Regions from separate parts of the Danio rerio genome. Here region 1 is linked to region 2. A link is a contact called in public Hi-C data. All regions are on one chromosome and are shown on one strand. Each heading gives the region's core, a stretch centred on a gene start, on an enhancer-like site or on the middle of the called end of the contact. The rest is flanking DNA. Distances are from core to core; before and after follow the strand shown.

What was found. A called contact is a pair of places that touch in the nucleus more often than the background predicts.
Region 1: a contact with region 2 is called in a Hi-C map of fibroblasts, with 3 times the contacts expected there. The contact joins two enhancer-like sites. A contact is called at or near these places in 3 of 18 Hi-C or Micro-C datasets (caudal fin, embryo and fibroblasts) and 1 of 4 datasets of contacts at active chromatin or transcription factors (caudal fin).

The regions. Positions count from the first base shown.
Region 1 is chr6:53,225,306-53,228,547 of GRCz12tu, reverse strand. mtss1 (MTSS I-BAR domain containing 1) reads left to right here. Exons shown (of 15, transcript NM_001123252.1): 15 at 1,174-1,800. The coding sequence ends at 1,800. Among named protein-coding and RNA genes, the nearest start is that of mtss1, 100 kb to the left of the region's middle. Within about 2 kb of position 1,362, at least 6 of the 62 cell types and tissues checked have an H3K27ac peak or open chromatin away from gene starts, as enhancers often do.
Region 2 is chr6:53,075,946-53,079,270 of GRCz12tu, reverse strand. No RefSeq gene overlaps it. Among named protein-coding and RNA genes, the nearest start is that of mych, 19 kb to the left of the region's middle. Within about 2 kb of position 1,485, at least 11 of the 62 cell types and tissues checked have an H3K27ac peak or open chromatin away from gene starts, as enhancers often do.

The DNA.
Region 1 (3,242 bases), core at 113-2,612, 150 kb before region 2:
TAGCCATAACACTTTAAAATGCTTATCATTCTTAAGGTTATTTAGACTCCATAATTTAATGTTAAATTATTAAATGTCCTATTATAAATACTATTAAATGTCCTATTATAAATACTATTAAATGTCCTATTAGGTAAATGTCCAATTATAAACTTTGACACCATTGAGGTACTCTAAGTAAATGTCATTGTAAAATGGCTTTAGCATTATTTGTCAGTTTGTAAATATATATTGCAACAGTGTTAAATCACCATCTCCTCGCCAGATAAATATGATCCAGCCCCGGACACCAGATTTTGTCAGAAAACGGGTATCTGGACAACAAGTCAGCAGAGTTTCCAATGCCCAAACCTATGAACCAGTATTAAACTGAAGAACAGTCTCCTATTAATATAGGAGTTGACTGAGAAAACCAGAGAGGAGCAGAAGAAGGAGACGTAGTAATGATAATAAAGAAAGAGCAGAGCTTATTGAATAATCTTAGTTGCGTATGATTCAATGCTCAGACTTTGTCTGACCAAGATAAATCCAACAAGTGTTATTAAACCACAAGCAACAGCAAAGGAAAATTACAGCTTCACAACATTGTCCAGAGACAATACAGACCTTGAAATGGAGACATTCTCTTATCTCTTACACATGAAAACAAGTGTCGCTTAATTCTACAGTCATAAGATTATAACAATAAGGCAAAAACTAAAAAAATAATAAAGCAATAATTATAGGAAAATAATCATAAAAATATAAATGCATAAAAAATGACAAATAATAATCAATAATAATCCAATCATTAACTAATGATCAGTAAATTATATAATGAAATGAATAATGATCATATGATTAAATAAAATAATTAAATAAAGAATAAATAAATATGGACAAATGAAAATAAAACGCAAAACAAATGAATGGTTACTTTCTTGAAGCAACACACACACACATAAGTTTGCTACAAGGATTTTCAGATCTTTAGGTAAATTCTTCAACGGTAAAAAATATTGAGGTAATCTCCAAGTGTTACATGATAAGTCCATATTGATTATTGTGACAGGCCTATTGATCACAAAAGAAATTAGTATTTTGATGCCAGTTGTAATCCTGTACTATTTTTGATCTTGCTTACAATAATAAGAATATCACAGTAACCCGAGATCTCTTTCTCTTTTATTTTAGGTGCCTCTGAAGGCGTCCATTTCTACCGCTGGCCTGAGTGGCAGTGATGACATCACATGTCCTCCTGGAGTGACCCAAAGCAACAGAGTGCCCGGCTCCGATTTAGCTCACGCCAGGCATAATCTGTGTACGTCCACTCAAAGTCTGAGCGCGATGCCGCCTCCATACTATTCCATGTTCCCCGGGCAGCCACCAGTGGGCAGCACAGAGCCGCTGTATCAAATGAGCAAGCAACAGCAGTTCACACTACACCAACAACAACAGAGGCAGTATCAGCAGCAACAACAGCAACATTACAACCAAAAGCAATACAATCAATACAATCACCAACAGCAATACAATCAAGAGCCGCAGTATCAACAGATCCATCACAAAGAGCTCCAGCAGAAACTCAAACATCAAGTTCAGCAGCAGGTTCAAAACACGCTAGCTCACAATTCCGGCATGCCAAGTGAAAGCGGGCTGAATAACTCAGCTCAGCCTGGCGTGGATCATACAGACGGCGCTCCTGAACCGAGCAGCGGTGGAGGAGATATGTTAAGTATGATACGTAGAGGAGTGAAACTTCGAAGGACACTTACCAACGATCGTTCGGCGCCTTTAATCACGCCTAACTATCTCAATTGATTCAATTTTTTTTCGTTGAATTCGTCTGTGGCTTTTTTCCGTTTAGTGAATTCGTTCGAGCTTTTTCTTGTTGCGATTTTGTGTGTTTTTGTTTTTTAAGTGGAGGCAAAACTGTTGACGATTCTTGCCACTCGAAAAGACGTTCGATTTAAGTACACTGTGCTCTAAGAACAAACGTTTTGCAGCGTCCCTGCGAATGTCGCCTCTTAATAAAGTTGATTCTGCAGGCTACGTGCTTTACATATATATGTATACTTATATATACAGATATATATGTATTTAGAGATCTAGATTGACCGTCGGAGCTTAAAGATATATTAAAGTTATTTGTTTATGTCGTATTCGTAAGCACTCAGCCTTCTGGTTAGAGATCAAAAAACTTGTGTATATATTAGCGAAACTATGGAAAGACTGTTGTATTATTCACCTCTTTGTTTCTCGTTTGTTTTGGAGATTAGATAAAGCAGCACTAGGCGTCTATTTTTGTACAGTTTAGGGTAACTGAAAACTGCACCACTGCCTTTAATCCACCCAATGTCTGTAAAACGGATTCAGCCAATGAGTGGAGAGGAGGGGAGGGACCGAGCGTTGTGATTGGGTGGATGAATGAAGGACTGGATTATAGTGGATCATATTTGGGTTGCTTATGACTGTGAGAGCTTACGAAGGCATCACTGTGGTTATTTATTCAACCTGTTTGATTCTCAATCATTTTTAATCGTTTGTTCGTTTACCAAAGCTTTGACGCTGTAGCCCCGTAGTAGATGCATATAAATTTGCTCTCCTGGAGGATTTATTATAAAGACTCAATTCATAAAACCTCAAACTTGTGGCCTATGACTTTTTTTTTGGAGGCAATGTTTTGTTTTTGTATTAGAATCAAAGACATTTCTTGAAACAATTGTACTGTTCCTGGAAGGAACGTGAATGATTAGTTTTGTAGATTGAACTCTTGTTTTTTTTTTGTTCTTGTTTTTTTGTTGCAAAATGCCTTGGAAGTCAAAAGTGCTCCATTTATCTAATTTAAATAAACCGTATTGAATGGAAGTGGACGTTCTTAAGTCTTCGATTCCAAGCTACTCTTAATTATGGCTGCACAATAGTGTGTCTGCGGGGTCTTAAAAACTTTTAATGTCTTTCAAAAACAAAATTTTAGTGCTTAAAGTCTTAAATTCACTGAAATATTGTGTTGTGTGTCCGGAATCATTTTAAACAGGTCTTAATTTTCCTCTGTCCAAGTAAAGCTAACTGATTGGGTCGACATCCATCCAATCACCAGCAATCCATCTTAATAAAACCTTTTTTATATGCAAGTTTATATACATATATATATATATATATATATATATACATATATATATATATATATATATATATATATATATATATATATATATATATATATAATTTTCTTTTTTCTTTTTTTGCAAAGATCTACAGTA
Region 2 (3,325 bases), core at 236-2,735:
TCTTCAATTGTCCAATTTTGGTGATCCTGTGTGAATTGTAGCCTCAATTTCCTGTTCTTAGCTGACACAAGTGGCACCTGGTGTTGTTTTCTCCTGCTGTAGCCCGTCCGCCTCAAGGTTTGACATATTGTGTGTTCAGAGATGCTCTTCTGCATACCTCAGTTATAACAAGTGGTTATTTGAGTTACTGTTGCCTTTCTATCAACTAGAACCAGTCTGGCCATTCTCCTCTGACCTCTGGCATCAACAAGGCATTAGCGCCACAGAACTGCCGCTCACTGGATATTTTCTCTTTTTTGAACCGTTCTTTGGTAACCCTAGACATGATTGTGTGTGAAAATTACAGTAGATAAGCAGTTTCTGAATTACTCAGACCAGCCCGTCTGGCACTAACAACCAAGCTTTCTTCCCCATTCTGATGCTCGGTTTGAACTGCAGCAGATTGTCTTGACCATGTCTACATGCCTAAATGCATTGAGTTGCTGCCATGTGATTGTCTGATTAGAAATATCGTTAACAAGCGGTTTAGTTTAGTTTAGTTTAAACTTTATTGTCCGTTCTGCTTGACACAGAAAGGAAATTTTTCTTCAACACTGGATTTAGGACAACAATTACAAACATACAACAACGACACAATAACACTTATCAAGACAACAACATAAGTTAAAAGTCTAAAAACCAAATTAGCCCCATGCACAATACTGCAAATCATTCTTTGTAACCACCTCATTCACTACAAACATTAATCCGGTTTAGAACAACAACTGCCATTGGGATAAATGACTTTTTATAGGCATTTCTTCGTGCTTTAGGAATTCTAAACCTGCGTCCTGATGGTAGCAATTCAAATGCTGAGTGAAGGGGATGTGTATTATCTTTAAAAATCACAACTGCTCTTTTTTCCATAAAAGAGTCAAATAAAATCTGGTTGGACAGGTGTACCTAATAAAGTGGCCGGTGTAGTTATGTCATTCACAAAGCTTGATGGGACTGTAGTTCCTTCTGCCATTAAGTACTTATTTTAAACAGTTTTATATACTTTGACTCAAATCATAGTTTGTAATGGTGCAATTCATCTCATAGCTTGTCGGTTGTGTTCATGGCTAAAAAACTCCTATGAGAAAATAAAAGAGAAAATTTCTTCCAGAAGAAACTTTCTTTAAAAAAAAGCAACCACTAACGCGCTCTATATGAAGCAAACACCAGTAAAGTAGAGCCTCAAGACCACTAACACCACTTCTAAATTGCAGGTCAAATGCAGGATTTAGTTTGACAATAACCTGGCAATAATCTGTGTAAAAAACCCTAAACCTGAGCATTTCGAGCCAAATGAAAGTTCTCAAAACCCTTCAGATGTCCTAATGTGACCAAAAGTTTGAGCAAATCCATAAAAAGGGCCTCCGAGAAAATTCACATGGCTCCCACATGAGCGGCGTACAGGGGATGATCTGTTTTTCAGCCTCTTCCTCGAACTTTACGTCGGAATGTTTTCTAGGAACTGCAGGATATAAAACAGAACTGTGTGCAGGAAAAGCGCTGCGGCAGGAGGACCTGAATGGAAACATGCGGCAGGGGGGAAACTTGATTTAAAGGGGCGTGAAATAAGAGAGAGGGCATCATCGTAGTACGTCCAAATTTAGAGCATACCCAGAAAGAGAGAGTAGCAGCGGGTACAGACGATCAGGCCCTGGATCAGCAGATCACTGTAGAGCACATCTTTTCCTGCTGGCCATTTAGGGTAGAAGCTGGCACAGATGCCGCCCTTAGCATGCAGTTGGTGACCACAACTGACCCGCAATCTGACGCCACGCGTGCCCTCACTGAAGCCTCCATTCATCACACTTCTCAGAAACAATGTCTCACTGTCCGCCGTCTTACATGACAAACTTGGTGGCGCTCCAAATTTTTGATCCTTGAAATCACAAGACGGCTCACACTGCTGTCAACTTGTCAAAGTAAAAGTTCAGCGCCAAATTTACATTCAGTGGAACTTAAGAAAGGAGAAGTTTGTGTAGCTGCTGTTTTCCATGTAATGCTGATCACACTTCACATGTGAAGGTCTTGCAGGACTTGACCTCTATTGTAGTGCTTTTATAGTAATTTTTTGAAGCTTTACTTCTCCTAAGCATCTCATTTTGCATTATTTGGCTGAAGCAAACCAAATGCATTATACACTACCTGACAAAGTCTTGGTGCCTATCTAAGTTTTAGGAACATCAAATGAATAACTTGATCTCTAGTTGAACATTTGGTATCAGAAGTGGCTTTTATGCAATGCAAAGGCCTCTAGATTACGTCTATTTAACTAAAATAAAATATGATCATGCCTTGATTTTTATTCATTTTATTAGGACAGTAAGGTCTGACTTTGTTTAGACAAAGTCTTGTCACTTAACAGAACTAATGTACAGTATTAGAATATAAACAGAACAGTCTAATGCACAGTATAGAATATAAAGTCATGGTGCAGCGGAAACAGAATTAATGTTCTGTTTTTCCTGAGGAAACTTAGATCGTTTAAGGTTTGTAACTTCTGTTGTATTACCTATTTATTGAATCTGTTTTATCTTTTTGCATTGTAGCTTGGTACGGTAATCTGAGTCTGTCAGGTAAGAACAGGCTAAGCAGCCTGGTTAAGGTGGCAGGCAAGACTGTCGGTTTTAACCAAGCTGGTCTAATGGTATCTTACCATAATTGTGTTTTAAAGAGAGCTCAGAGTATCCTATGCACCCATTGTACTCTGTGTTTCAGCTGTTGCCATCAGGATGTCGTTTTAGAGTTCCTATTTGCAGGACAAATAGAACCAGAAATGATGTTATAATGGTGACCATTAAGTCATTAAATGAAACCAGGGGGGAGGGAGATGCACCAACATAATGAAGTATGGTATGTTGTGTGGAAATATTTTATTAATGTGTACATGGAACTTCGCCTGTGTTATGGCACCTTGCTGCAATTTTTGTGCAAAATTTTGATCTAAAACTTTGGGAATTTGGCTAATGAGTAAACTTATTGTCTATCAGACATTTTGTTAGAAACAGTTTGGAATTCATTTGACCTTTCTAGTTAACAGGAAGTTTGGCCAGAGCAGAAATGGTCATGCACAACTGGGCCTGGTTTCTCTCAAGGTTTTTTTTCTTTCACTTTCATCGATTGGTGAACTAAACTGAACTTCAACTCTAAAAACTGAACTGACACAGTTTCAATTTACTAGAACTTCTGTTGAGCTGTTTGACACAATCTACTTTGTTAAAGCGCTAGATGAATAAAGATTAATTGAATTAAATTTGAATACCATACTAAAAAATTGAAACCCTTAAAATTA